Regions from separate parts of the Mus musculus genome. Here regions 2, 3 and 4 are each linked to region 1. Evidence: chromatin contacts called from public HiChIP or PLAC-seq and Micro-C data. All regions are on one chromosome and are shown on one strand. Each heading gives the region's core, a stretch centred on a gene start, on an enhancer-like site or on the middle of the called end of the contact. The rest is flanking DNA. Distances are from core to core; before and after follow the strand shown.

Region 1 (3,410 bases), core at 550-3,049:
GCCTCAGGCATGAAGTAGATTATCCTTGTCTGGAAACAGAAGCATCTGAGTTCCGTCTTCAGTTTGGTAAGTAGCTCCCTTCCCTGGGCCTTAGTTTTCCTCATCTATAAAGGGAGCTAAAGAGCCAGGAGCGTCGGAGGGCCTTTCTGTGGCAGCTGTCTCCGTGTTTGCTGCAGGCCTGGCTCACACACTTCTCACTGTTTCCTTGGCTTTTTTTTTTTTTTTTTTTTTTTTGTACTGCTTGGTGCTGGGCAGGTCAGCTGAACTTCTAGTTTCCCCTGATGCTCAGACCTCTAAACCTATCTATTTAAGAGGCAACTCCAGAGACCCCAGACTCCTTCAAGTGCAAAGTGCTTTCTCAGGTCTGCAACCCAGGTCTCACTGGGGGAGGGAGCATTCTGCAAGAAGTGGGGGGCGGGAGGGGAGGGGACGGTGGCTGTGCCCTGGTTTCTGTCCACTCTGCCACTGCCCCTGAAGTGTTAATCAAATTAAGAATCCAGGAAAAACAATGCAGCCACTTTGGGCCTCAGAGGAATTGCGAGCTCTCGGAACAGCTGGGAGAATTCCACATCACCTCAGTCTCCCAAGCTCTGGGTGGCTCTGACCCCAACGAACACACTCCTTTCCAGTCTCCAGGGCCCTGGCTGGCCACAATGACCTCATAGCAACAGCCATTGGACACTCAGGGCAATTTCATGGGAGATATTTGTTCTTTGGTCTTGATGCAGAGAGAATTTTTCCTTTCCCACTGTCTCCATGGAAACCCCAGCTACACTGTTGGCTATCCCCCCTTCCCACCTCATGCTTTTCAGATCAATACAGGAGCTTGGCTCCCCACTGGCTGCCCACAGTGGAAGGCTGCAGAGCTCTGGGCAGGAGAAGTTGGGGCCAGGGTTAAGCCTGGGCCATAGGAAGTGCCACTGAGGAGGGATGAAGGAGTCTAAAAGCTGGTTCCTTGTTCTCTTAGTCACTAGCTCTTTAGCTCGCCTTCCCAGGGATCCTCCCGAGCGCAGACCCAGTCAGGGAGAGACACACAGGTCACCAGTGGTTACCACCCCCTTCCTTCTTAGGCAAGACCCTTAGAGGTGGATGGGGGTTGTCGCCTTCTTTATTAAAGGTTGGGAGAAGTTTCTTCCTGCCTCAGGGAACAGCGAGGAGCAGCCAGAGCCAGCCTGCGGGCTCTCAGAGGCTCGGCGCCCCGGTCCTGGACTTCTATGTTTGGCTCCCGCCCCCCAAGCAGAAACAGGTCTCTGCACGCCTCCAGCTCAGCCCGCAGCGCGGCGCGGCGCAGCGCAGCGCGAGGAGCTCGCGCCCAGACTCCTCGCGGTTAACCTGCTATTATGCTCGGGACGCTTTCCCTCGGAGACCTGTCAGCCCGCCGGTTTGCGCCTCGCTCCGTTCCCGGGCCACCGCCCCGCGCTCGCACCCCCGCGCGCCCTCGAGCACCCAAAGGAGCCTCCCGGTGCAGACGCACTGCCAGCCCTGCTACCCCGAGCCGGACTGGGGCAGCAGGGGTCCCGGGACCTCCAGAGGGAAGACCGGACAGTGGTGGTGGCCGGCAGGAGGAACCGGCGGGAGCGCGATCCTCGGGTCCCACGGCTGAGACACCTGCCGGGAGCCCCCTGCGCCTGTGGCCCCGGGACCCGCCCCGCCCGCCCGGTCCCCGGCCCGACTTACAGCCAATTGCTCGCGGCGGCCGAGAACACGGCGAAGACGAGGAGTCGCAGGGACCGCAGGCACGAACGGGGGCTCATGGTGCCGTGCGCGCCCAGCCCGGGGCAGCGGCCGCAAGGCTCCCGTCGGGGCGGCAGGTGGGCGCCGCGCGGACGGGCTGGGGCGCCGGGCCGGGGCGCGCGGCGGGGCTCAGCCTCCGAGCAGCCGGCCGCGCCGCCCGCTGCTGCGCCCGCTGCCCGGCGGACCCGACTGTCAGCGCCGCCCCAGAGCCGGGATGCGGCGGTGGCGGCGGAGGCGGGCGGGCGGCCGGCGGGGCGGGCCGGGGGCGGGCCGAGGATGGGGTTACCTGGGCGGGTCCAGCGGCGTGGGACAACCCCCCCCCCACGGGGGCGGTCCTGAGCCCGCGGGACTGGGCTTCTCCTGGGGGGCCTCCCCGGCCCGGCGCCCGGACGCGCTCGGAGCCTCAGCCCCGCTGCTGCAGGCACGCTTGGCCGCACGCCGCCCAGTTGGGCCGAGCTAGAGGCGCGGCGACCCAGCTGCTGGGTCCCCGCCCGGGGCCTTAGGGACGAGCGGGCACAGCTCCCCCAGCCCGCCGCTGCGGGCACTGCAGCGCCGCCCTGGCCGCGCCCCGCGGCCCCCCGCCGGCGCCTGGGAGCCGGGATCCCCGGCCGACCCCGGCGGAGCCACCGGAGCGAGAGCGGCTGCTACTCGCGCGCACCCAGTCGCTCGCGCTCAGGGCGCACCAGGCTGGGGTGCCGCCCGGCTGTCCCCACCGGACCCCTCCCCGCCCTCAGGCCCCCGCGTTCTGTGGTCCGGCCCCTCCCTAGCACTCACCTCCCTCCAGCCTTCCCGGAGCTGGACAGGGGCCTCTCTACTTCGGGCAGCTTGGGACAGTGGCCTGAGACTCCGGGAATCCGAAACCTCGCTTCTGGATCGCCCTGAGTTCTGGCGCGCTCCAGGCAGCGAGGTTTTGAGCGAACCCCTTGCCTTTCTGTGTAGACCTTCTGCTTAGGAACTGGAAGGCTGTGGAGGCTTCCTTTTAGCACAGGAACCAATCTTTGCTGTCTGCTTGGGTTTCTGTTCGATTCTTTTATTACTTCTCCCACGTCAGGCAGATTCAACCCTTAGCTTGGTGTCTGGCACAGAGTGGGTGGGTGACACGTTTGTGGAGTGAATGAATGGAGTGGAGATATTGCTTAAAAACCCATGCCTGGCTGGTGCTGAAGCTCAATTCCGTGTTAATAGTTACTTGCCATGGCTGGGCCACACCCTCTCCAGGTCACTGATAGAGCCCAGACTCTGGCCCTGCCTGAGGCTACATCCCACTGAGCTAGAGGAACTCTGTCTAAACAGGACACGAAAGCCCAGAGACCCTACTCAATCTCACTAAAAGCAAGGGGGAGAGAAAATGACCTGGCCTCTGCCCTTCCAGAACCAACTGTTTTCTCTATGTGAGTTTGGCTGCCCACCCCCACCATGGCCACGTTTGACTCCAGTTGTCTGGGTTAACCCAGGAGAGACTTGATAAGCGTTTGGCATGGAGGCTGAGCAGAAGGTGGTAGGGATCCGTGGAGCCCCGGCAAAAGTGCAGATGTGAGTTCATGTACCACATGTCTAAATATTTGCAGGTGATAAATCAAGCTAACAAAACGAGGAATAAAATATGTCCTAGCCAGCTCTCAAAAAAACACGCTTTCATAATAACATGCAGAACTGCTCTGAGTGTGAGCTTCTCA
Region 2 (3,410 bases), core at 590-3,089, 850 kb after region 1:
ATTTCTGTCTGTGTTCATATCACCCTTGCCAAAAAGAAACGTTATCCATCCAGAGAGAGAAGGGACCACAGCAGATCCACTCTCTATCAGGGAGATAGTAAAGGCAAAGAGCCATCTTTATATTCCTGGTCCTGTCATCGGATAGAGAAGAGTGGGGGCCCTAGACCCTGCCACTTATACCTACTGGCCTGGACTCCAGCTTCCAATGGAGTCCTGGTCTCTTGAATAAAGCCCACTTTCTGCCAACCAACTGGGAAATATCAGTGATCAAAGCTCAGCTGCCCAAGTGGCCAGCTTGCTGTTGTCATAAAAGGACCATTATAGGAAGGGCTGAGAGTCTAGCCAATGTCACTGGCATGTAGAGGAAAGCACAGACCTGCAACACAAATGCCACTAGAAAACACCATAAGGTGTTCTCAGCCTTCCTGATGCTGCCGCTCTTCAACACAGTTCTTCATGTGGTGGTGACCCTCAACCATAAAATCATTATTTTTTTGTTGCTACTTCATAATTGTAATTTTGCTACTTTTATAAATCATAATGTAAGTATCTGTGTTTTCTGAACTCTTAGGCAACCCGCACCCCCACCCCCGTGAAAAGGTCGGTCGAGTCTCAAAGGGGTTGAGACTCAGAGTTTGAGGACCACTGCCATAAAGCAATTCCCAAGATGAGATCTGAGGTTGCTACTACAAAGCCTGGCGAGGAAGGCCGAGTTCCTGTCTGAGGTCAGATGTAATACTAGGCAGTGATTCCATTTGATTTTGCAAAGCAAACCTGGAGTGTGGTCGTTGTCACTCTCGTTTCATATAGGAGGGAGCCAATGCTCAGAGGACTAAGCAGCTAAGCAAGTAGCCAGGGCTAGTTTGCTAATGTGGCCAGCCTGAGAGTATTAGGATCTTAATCTCTGATGGTCCCCAAACCCAGCGAGTGGGAGCAGGTGGGGGTGGGGGTGGGGGTGGGGGCCGGGCCGGGGGCGTTGAGTATTACATTCTACAAGTACTGAGACTTTGGGCAAGATTTTTGCCACCTTCTTCCCATCTGCAATAAAGCCAATCTCCCTGAGCTCTCTGCAGTTCTGATGTTGCTCGAAAAGCTAGGATTTGCAGAGAACTTTACCGCGTATAAAAAGGCATCCACGGTCTCTCACCCACTCCCACCAATCCGCAGTGAAGGGAAGCGTCCTCTCCATTTGAGAGATGTGCACACTGAGGCTCAGAGAGAAGCAGTGACCTGCCCAAGGTCACAAGCAAGTCAGGGCCCTTTCCAAACCCGAGCTCCAAACTGGACGCTCCTTCAAGTCCCCTCCCGTACTGGCGTCACCCCTGACCTGGCCGGTAGAGGGCTCCCCGATTCCCTAGGCCGTCACCGGGGCCACCTGGGGGTAGACGTTTCACCTCGGGCCGAGGTGGGGGGGCACTCTTGTCCAGTGGGATCTTCCCAGAGCGCGGGACACGGAGGACGCTCTCCCAGGGTCCCGCAGCCTCCCCTGGGGAATCCCTCCACCCACCCCACGATCCAGGGCTTTGGACAACCATCCGGGATGCTCCCTTCGGGCCCCGATGGTCCTTTGGGACCGTCTTTCCGTGCGCTCCTGTCCCGTCCGAGAGGCGCACAGAGGCGGGACGCCAGGTGACCCATCAGGACCCGCCCGGCTAGGCTCAGCCCCGCGAGGCTGCGACGCCCCAAGCTCCCGCGCTTACCAGCTCCCTGCCGGGAGGTACGGAACAACGCCGTGGGCGCCTCGCACCCCTGAGGGCTGCAGCCCGGCCTCCTCCACGACCCCCGCTGAGCTCCGGGCGCCGCCGCCCTCCGCGCCTGCAGCTCGGGCTCCGGGCTCCTGCCCGCGCCCGCCGCTGCTCCGTGCTCTGCTCCCCGGCTCCTCCCCCGCTGGGCTCGCTCCCCACTCGGCCTCCCGCCCACAGCAGGGGAGGCCCGCCCGGAGCCCCTGCCCCAACCCCACGGTAGGAGGACGCAGGGGATGCGGGTGGAGGAGGCCCACCTGTAGGAAGGAATGGACTGTCCGGGGAAAGTGGACCGTGCCTAGACTCCATCCGCGGGTTCCTCACAAGCTGAGTCTCCCGCCCCCTACCTTTAATTTAGCAAGTATTTATCGATCTGCTTTATATCTGCACCGGCTATGCACTGGGCTTAAAACCATTGTGCAACCCCCGCCCCTTGGGGCTCACGTTCTACTGGGGCGGATACGATGTACTTAATGAGATGACAGATGTTTCAGGAGGAAAATAAAGCAAGAAAGGAGGTGGGGAGTGGACAGGGTGGTCGGAGGCGGTGGGAGGGCGGGGGAGGGGAGAAAGTCTCACCGGGAAAGCAGCCTCTCAGGACAGACCGGAGGTAGGAAGCGTCCCGGCCACACACCAGAGGTGGAATGAGTACAGTTTCCTGCTGGGCAAGCAGAGTGATCCCAAAGTTGGGGCAGCAGATATGACCGCCAGCTCCCTTATTCAGCGTTTAGTAGGGGCTGCGGATGTAGAGAGCCAGAAAAAGAAAGAGAGAGAGAGAGAGAGAGAGAGAGAGAGAGAGAGAGAGAGAGAGAGAGAGAGAGAGAGAGCTGAGTTCAAAGACAGGGAGGGCAAAGACTCCTGCTTGACCAGGTTCCTTACAGCTCCGGTGGACCTGGCCTTCCGTGTCCTTGCCCACCCACTGTGTCTCCTTACTGTTTGTATATTCTCATGTCTTGTTATCACCAGCATCCACCAGTAGACTGGTTATGTGTTCTTGATGAATTGACCCTATTAGCATCATGAAGTGACCGCGACTCTTCATCCCTGGTAAAAGTTGTGTCTTTGAGTCTCCTTTGGGGGGGAGTGCATAGGGAGATCCGGAAACACCCACCAGCACCCACACAGCTGTTTGACATCTGGCACACCAGCACACTGAGAACTCAGCAGCTATTCCACGCCTTGCTTGCAGCGTCCTTCCGTGTCCTTCTATTTGCGCCAAACTCTCTGCCCACCTGGCCCTCCCCTTCCGCCCCCACCCCTTGCTCTCCTGGTCTGTCATTTGTGATTGGCTTGGAGCCTCCATCTCTCTCAGTCTCTCTTTTTTGGAAGGCTGTGATCAATGGTCATTAATAATGCAGAGGTTCTTTTTGTCTTAGCGCAGATCCCAGGCAAATAAATCCACGGCATGAATAGACAGGAGTTATGGGCAGCCACACCTCAATCAGCCGTCTCTCCTCTCTTTAGGCCCTTGGCTCTTTCCCCACACTGGAGATGGGGAGATTGAGCAATGCCAAACATAGGTGGCCTTAATATAGGCTGTGCTACTAGTGTCCTGGCTGAACCCCTGTGGAGGGCCAGAGGGTCCTGATACACAGCCCAGCATGGCAGCTGCCAAGGTCCTACCCTGAGGTCTTGCAGCTGAAAACTACATACTTTAGAGTAGACAGT
Region 3 (3,410 bases), core at 368-2,867, 600 kb after region 1:
TGCCCTCTCATTGTTCTGGTCCAGGGGACGGGCTGTCTGTCTGAACGATATGCCACCTTCATTCAGACCTATTACTGTCGAGACCTCTTCAGTCTTGACCTCAGAGGCCTGAGTTTGAGATAAACTGTTTTTCAAAACAAAACAACAAAACTGGTCTTCACCGGTTGAAAGCATCTGTCTATACCCTATGCGGGGTGGACCCCTAGAAGGGCCTCTGGGAAAGATGGACTTCTGATCAAACTAAGGTGTCAGTGACTAACAGGAAACCCACAGTTGAGGGGATCCCACAATGGGTTGACAATGAAGAGAAGGGCTCTTCCTATAGGCTGAGGGAAGAAAGCCAGACTTCCTCTAAGGCCCTCTGAGTCTACCGTGGCTTTGTCTCCACCCAGGCACCTTGGACTGCATAGACGGATTTCTCTCTGATCTTTTAGAATAGACTCCACTCCTCTTTGAGAGACCTGTGGCTGGAAGCCACGCATGTAAGACAAACAGGCAGAATCAATTTGCATCCTCAGGCAGTCAAACTTTGCCCTGGGGGGGGCCTCCATCTCCACCTGGGTGGATGGCAGAGGAGACTGCCACTCCATGAGGAGGAAGAAGGGGCAGACACCAGCACCAAGCATGTCCCTGGTCCCCTGCAGAGGTGAATGTGTGGGCTCCCTGCTCTCCTGCCTGTCTCCTACAGGGTGGGCTAGTATTTCAGGACAGTGCCACATGGGACCAGAGACCGTGAGCGCCACATAGCACAGGCCTCCAGGAGTGGACATAGCAGTTGGCCTCCCGTAGGGATAAACACCAGAGGCCCTGTAACCTGGTGCCTAGACCTAGAATTCCTCTTCCTTCTACCCATAGAGACCACAAGGACCCCAGAGAAAGGTGCCTAGGACTTCTGTTCAGACTAAGCTGCTGGTAAATGGTTGATAGAAAGCCCTTTGTTGGGGGTGAGCTCATAGTGAGCAGGAAATGATGGGGGGGTGTCATGCTGTTGGGGCTCAGGGACTGTGGCAGCTAGGCCTGCGGAAACCCACTCTCTGAGACCCCCGCCTAGTCCCCATCAGCCTCTGGGTTAGCAGAGATCTGTTTGTCACCTATTAACCCTGTCTCATTCATGCGCTCCTCATGATCATGGACTTCCCCCCTGCATATCCCAGTGTCCTGTGCTGCTGTCAGGAGCCACCTCTCTCTCTGGTCATCACCTTCTCCCCAGAGCTCTAAGCTGAAGCCTAGAGAAACCCAGTAGATGAGTTGAGTGAAAGAATGAAAGACCCCACCCCCACCCCCCACATCACTACAGTGCCCAGCTATCTTAATCAGCTGTCTCCCCTCAGAGAAGCCTGCACCCCCCCCGCCCCAACTCCTACCCCAGCCCCAGCTTTTGACTTCTCCATCATATTCTTCCCTCCCTGGTCTCTTATCCCTGCCTATCAGCATCTTCAGGGTACCAGGAAACACCATCACTTCTACCAGCCTTGAGCATCTTCCCACAGCCTCTGCCTCTTCTCTGGAAAGCCCACATGCTGGCAGCAAAGGGCCTGGTCTCCCTAGGGTGCGAATGATGAATGAGAGCATTGTGTGGATGGAGCAGAGAGTGAGGGATGGAGCTCATGAATGAAACAAAAACCAGAGGCAGGCTGGCCACTTGGGCCAGTCACTTCCTGCCCCTCACCACCCCAGCCAGCCCCAGTTCCTACTTTAGTATTTCGCCATGAATGTCTTGACCTTCTCTGAGAAGCTTTTCCATGCTGCCAAGACCAGGGCCAATGTTGAATCCTCTCTTGGCCCTCTGCTGATAGCTCTGAGCCACCGTGGGTGAGACATTAGCTCTGCTGTGTCCTGGCGCCTGGTATACAGTAGACATTCCATAAGTACTTGTTGATGTGTTGAGCAGTGGCTACTGAGAGGCCTGAGTGTCTCTCTTGAAAAAAATCTCACTGGGTCCTGAAGGACTTTGAAGGGGCTCCCAGTCTGGGTAGCTGGACAAAGGAAGCTTTGCCTTGCAGGGGCCAGTGTCTCTGCTCCCTCCAGCAAGGACAGCTTAACAACTGATTTTAGAAAGAAAGAAAAGGAAAAAAAAAAAAAACAGAAGAAAGAAAAGGGAAAAAAACTAATTAAGAAGCCTTGTGATTAAATGAAACTGAAAGTATTTTTCCCCAAAGATTGGAGCGGAAATGAGGAATCCCTCTGTGGTCCTGACTGCGACCCATTTCCTAGCGCACCAGCCAGGCCTGGGAGCCTGGCAGAGGTGTTGGCTGGGGTGGCACTGCTCTGCTTTCTTTGGGACCAGGTGGCTCCACAGTAGCCAAGTGGCTACCTGGTCACTTCTCACAGTCTTCGATGTGTGCGGGGGACACCACACTATCACCACAATCGTCCTTGGAATGGTACCCCCAGGCACTGACGGGAGGAGAAACTGAGGGACAGAGGCCCATGTGGCCTGTCAGCACTTTGTGCTGAGAGTCAGAAGGAGGATCTACCCTCCATCTCCCTTTCTTACTCTCTCTGGTGCTCCTGCCTCCCGGCTTTCTCCCATGGTTACTTCTGAGATGACCAGTGACATGTAGCCAGGTCCCTGTCGGTTAGCCCGTCTGCTCAGTCTGAGTGTACATGCCATCAAAGGACAGCCACTGGGTCATTTGACTTCCACTGTTACCAGCTGACGCTGGCTGCAGAGGACTTGGCCATCTGGGGGGCGGGTGTGGGGGGAAGGCTCAGACAGTAACAGCCGTGTGAAGTACTCTCCATACGAAGAAGGTCTCGGCGGTGGGAAGTACCCAAGCATGGCCTGCCGCCATGGCGCGGGTGAGAGGAGGCCTGTATCCGGGACATCTGAGCTGAGGTTTGAAAGCTGAGAGAAGTTTACAGAGGGGTGTGTGATGAAGGCAGCCATTCAGGCAGCAGGCGCAGCGGGCTCAAAGGCCCTGGGGCAGAGTTGAGCAGCTGCGTTCAGAGAACAGAGAAATGATCTCAGATCTCAATATGAACAACACGCAGGGGAGAGAGAGCACGCCACGGGGGAGCCGTTGGAAAGGGAGGCTGGCTGGGGTGTGTCCTGCCTTCCAGGCCTGGTGAGTCTGGATTTGATTTAGAGTCTGATAGAAGGTTCTGGAATGCTGGGATCTGACTCCAGTTGTGTTAAAGATCCATGCAGAGTACTAGAAAGTAGACTGGGGGGAGGGGGGGGTGGCCAGAGACACATGGGACATGGAGTGAGAAATGACGGGTGCTTGAGTTGGGAGGTCGGCAGCAGAGGTGGTGAAAGATGACAGGGTGGGCGTTTTTGATGCCCAGGGCCCCTGGGACATGGCAGGATGACCCTGTGGATGGTGCTGGTTCCAGAGGCAGGGGATTTATAAGAGTAGCATAGCACTTGCTAAGCAGGATATCCTGGAGCAGATGCCAAGGGTCAG
Region 4 (3,410 bases), core at 280-2,779, 520 kb after region 1:
CGAATCCCTGGCCTGTGTGTCAGGCATAGGCTGCTCACATGCCCTTTACTGTGTGAGTGGCTCTGGAGCGCACTGTGAACCATGACAACCCATATTCGTGTCTGCCTGGCTTTGCCTTGCACATGTATGTGCAGGAAGGAGCACACTCATGACTGCTGAGTTTGCCAGACGTGTATGGATAGGAGCATGTGTGTCCATTCTTTATGGGATGCTGTCAGGGTCCTTGTGTGTGGTGCTGCCACACAGGCACAGGGAGGTGTCTGCACAGATGCACACCCACCGACAAGATCTTTATTTATTCCTGGGTCCGTGTGTATATTGTATCAAGCCAGACATAATATACACGCACTTGAAAATAGGTATTTGTGAGTATGTGTGCGCTCACTGACTGAGGTAGCATGCACATGCATGTGTGTGAGATAGAGACTCTTTCAGGGGCCAGGATGTCAGGGCCATCGATTTTTCTGTCGCTTAGAAATTCCCTTTGAGTTCCTCCTCTTGTCTCTTTCATGAGCCAGAGTCAGTACAGCCAACATTCTTAAAGCAAACAAGGCCTGCTTTGCAGCAAGGCTGGTCCCAGGCTGCCTACAGCCCCTACTGGCACTCTGTGTGTGTGTGTGTGTGTGTGTGTGTGTGTGAGAGAGAGAGAGAGAGAGAGAGAGAGAGAGAGAGAGAGAGAGAGAGAGAGAGAGAGAGAGAGAGAATATGTGTGTGCTTGCACTCGAGAGCATATACACAGAGCCCATACAGGAGAGCACACAGGTTCCAGTCCAGACTCAAACCTTTTCTAGTTCCTTACTGACCCTCCGGGTCCCTGTGAGATAAAAAGGCACGGGGGTATAGTCGTCTCTGCCCAGGCCAGGGATGGTTCGGCCGTAGTGGAATGAATAAAATCCTTTTGCTTTCGGTATTGAGAGATTCTGTACAGGCATGGGCGTGTTGAGAAGGGCGGGATGCATGAATTGCCCCTGCCGAGGGCCCTTTGCTCCACACCACCAGGCAAGAGCAGCTGGTGGTGTCCTATTCCACGGAAGAGAAGACTAAGGCCTACAGCCCTGGGAGGACCCGCTGCATCTCCCAGGGAGCAGGTGGAAAGCCAGGAGCCCATGTGGCTGATTCCCGAGCTTCCCCAAATCCATCTTCAAAAAATCCACATCCCCTGCAGCAGGACCCGAATGCCATCCAGACTCCATTCAGCGGAGAGGATGGTGACCAAGCCCAAGACCCAAACAAGTCATGGGAGGTGTAGGAGAAGCCGGCCCTTGCGCTTTCCTTCCCCTTCCCCCTCCAGATGGGCAGCCCCTCTCGGGGGTCCCCTCCGCCCCCGCGGGCTGCCGTCTTTGTGGCCCGGGAAGAATGCCTCTCTTTATATCCGGACGCCCCTTCCCTTTGATTCTCCTCTCCATAGCGTTTCTGCTGACCTCTGCGTGTTGCGAATCCAATTAGAGGCGCGGAAGGCGAGAGTGACAGCCGCGCCGAATCCCGCCTCGGCCCCTGCGAGCACGCTCGGCCGAGCCGCGGGCGGCTGGGGCCTGCTTGTCATGCTGGGCCCAACGCGGGGCTTTGTGGGGATTAGCTGCCGGGGGTGGGGCGCTCCGCAGATGAGACCAGGAGTGACGCTGGTGAATGTCACGTCCCAATGGAGAAGAGAAGAGGGGGGCAGCTTGGGGGGGCGGTTGAGTCCTGCTTGGGGAAGAGGAAGGAAGGGGCTGGAGACAGACTAGCCTTGGAGGGGAATGGGCCACCTCCTGCAGGGGGCACTTCGGGAGGCCGGCTGGAGTTAGTTAGGTTTATTTGCTTGCTGATTTGAAGCTTGGGTAGTGGAGCCGGCTGGCGTGTTGAGGGCTGTTCACTGTATGGTGGAGGCAAAGGGGAAAGCAAAATTCCTGCTCAAGACGGGCTTGGGAGCATTGACTGGTTACATCTTGAATTTTCATTTGCAAAGCACTTTGCGTATGGCTCAGAAGGGCGAGTCATGGGAGGGCTGATAGACTTCTTGACACTTCTGCTTCTGCCTTAGTACAACCAGAAGCCCAAACCAAACTCCAGGCCCTTCCCCCAGACACCTGGGTAGAAAGTTGTCTCATCCAGGCCCACAACTGAGAAAACCTAGGCTTCCAGATGAGAAAGATCTGCCTCAAGGATACAAGGGCAGCTCCTTGCTGAGCCAGCCTTTTTCATTCCTCTCCCTAGTCCCTACCCCTGTATCCCTAGACTCATCCACAATTCCCTGGATATCCCAGAGGCCAGTCCTAATAAGTTGATGTGATCCTCAAAGCAAGCAGCCGGGGGGTGGGGGGGGATCTATCTGGCGGAATGCTCAGTCTAGGGTCCAGCAAACACCCTACAGTGTGCCAGGCTATTGGGGATGTACCAATCCAACCTGGCCCCTACCTCCAGGGATTCATGGTGGGGGGAGACAAAGAGACCCAGTGAAGGGAAGACAGGGTTTCTTGAGGGAGATTGAAGACAAGGAGGACCCACAGGACTGTCTAGGAGGTAGAGATGGGGCCGAATCCAACATGATCAGCCCAGAGATCTTCTTGGAGGAAAGAGTATCCCAGCCGAGACGCAGTGGACAGGCAGAAATAGCCTGGGTATTCAAGGCTTGGGAGACAGGGCAGGTGTGGGGCATCTAGGGGTGGGTGCGTGCCCCCCTATGCTCATTCCACAGCTGCCAAGGTTGGGCAGGGCTCACCCAGCCCGTCGCCCCAGCAGGCTGCACAGCTGTGGCCACCCACAGGGTATGGCTGAGTTGGCAGCCTTTGAACACCCAGGGTCTTACTAGAGAAATAAGAGTCACCAAGGGGTGGGACAGTGGGTAGGAAGCCACAATGTGGTTGCAGAGACGGCCGTGTCCTAGCATGCTGCCTGGCCTTCAACAAGCCTTGGGTGTTGGGATTACACCCCATCTTACAGTGAACAAACAGTAGCCACGTCCATGCTCAGGACAGGACCTGCCCGTGTGCTGGGTCTGCAGGAGATTATTACTGCAGACTTAGAAACAGGAGGCGATCTGTGGGTAGAGAATGGACAGATGGGTGGAAGGATGGTGAATGAAGTCCACCAATTCTCCCGTCTCCCCTCAAATTATTTACACCACTCCCATCCTGTGAGCACAAGATATATTGAATATGAAACAAGCCTGCAGCTTGGTTCTTAGGGTTCTTGGTTCTTAGGGATATAAACAGGCAGAGTTTGTGGACCCAAAAGAGCTTGCCCTCCTGCCCACACCTGCCTTGGCTCGGGCATACACCCCAGTCATACTCTGAAACACTCATGGTACCCAGATCCATCTCTTCCCAGCTGGCTCCTAAGACTTGCTTCTCCTCCTGTCCCCTCCCATTCTCCATCATTCTGCAGACCCCACACGGCCCTGTATGGAATTAGACATTTTTCCCAGCCAGATT

Evidence for each region. Hi-C and Micro-C count contacts between places; a contact is called where the count stands out from the background. HiChIP or PLAC-seq counts read pairs in DNA pulled down with a chosen protein or histone mark.
Region 2: a contact with region 1 is called in a Micro-C map of B cells, with 2.7 times the contacts expected there. The contact joins the promoter of Htr1d here to the promoter of Wnt4 in region 1. A contact is called at or near these places in 1 of 39 promoter capture datasets (hippocampal neurons), 1 of 484 Hi-C or Micro-C datasets (B cells), 1 of 115 datasets of contacts at active chromatin or transcription factors (pancreatic cancer cells) and 2 of 9 other capture datasets (embryonic stem cells and liver).
Region 3: a contact with region 1 is called in an H3K4me3 HiChIP or PLAC-seq map of stem cell-derived neural progenitor cells, with 17 read pairs. The contact joins the enhancer-like site here to the promoter of Wnt4 in region 1. A contact is called at or near these places in 13 of 39 promoter capture datasets (the 3T3-L1 cell line, 3T3-L1-derived adipocytes, cranial neural crest and 7 more), 2 of 484 Hi-C or Micro-C datasets (Th1 cells and embryonic stem cells), 5 of 115 datasets of contacts at active chromatin or transcription factors (embryonic forebrain, embryonic hindbrain, neural tube and 2 more) and 1 of 9 other capture datasets (embryonic stem cells).
Region 4: an H3K27ac HiChIP or PLAC-seq map of embryonic stem cells shows a contact between it and region 1, with 2.5 times the contacts expected there. The contact joins the enhancer-like site here to the promoter of Wnt4 in region 1. A contact is called at or near these places in 3 of 39 promoter capture datasets (liver and stem cell-derived epiblast-like cells), 1 of 484 Hi-C or Micro-C datasets (CD8 T cells) and 3 of 115 datasets of contacts at active chromatin or transcription factors (embryonic limb bud, embryonic stem cells and extraembryonic endoderm stem cells).

Annotation. Positions count from the first base shown.
Region 1 is chr4:137,276,024-137,279,433 of GRCm38.p6, reverse strand. Wnt4 (wingless-type MMTV integration site family, member 4) reads right to left here and starts at 1,799. Exons shown (of 5, transcript NM_009523.2): 1 at 1,678-1,799. The coding sequence starts at 1,754.
Region 2 is chr4:136,423,041-136,426,450 of GRCm38.p6, reverse strand. It overlaps Htr1d (5-hydroxytryptamine (serotonin) receptor 1D), which reads right to left and starts at 1,839. Exons shown (of 2, transcript NM_001285484.1): 1 at 1,701-1,839.
Region 3 is chr4:136,680,363-136,683,772 of GRCm38.p6, reverse strand. All of the region lies in intron 6 of Ephb2 (Eph receptor B2), which reads left to right. Among named protein-coding and RNA genes, the nearest start is that of Lactbl1, 59 kb to the right of the region's middle. Within about 2 kb of position 1,617, at least 30 of the 459 cell types and tissues checked have an H3K27ac peak or open chromatin away from gene starts, as enhancers often do. A contact at or near this core is called in stem cell-derived neural progenitor cells, where this site is marked.
Region 4 is chr4:136,753,745-136,757,154 of GRCm38.p6, reverse strand. All of the region lies in intron 3 of Ephb2 (Eph receptor B2), which reads left to right. Among named protein-coding and RNA genes, the nearest start is that of Gm52708, 44 kb to the left of the region's middle. RefSeq lists an enhancer at 1-2,833. Within about 2 kb of position 1,529, at least 123 of the 459 cell types and tissues checked have an H3K27ac peak or open chromatin away from gene starts, as enhancers often do. A contact at or near this core is called in embryonic limb bud and embryonic stem cells, where this site is marked.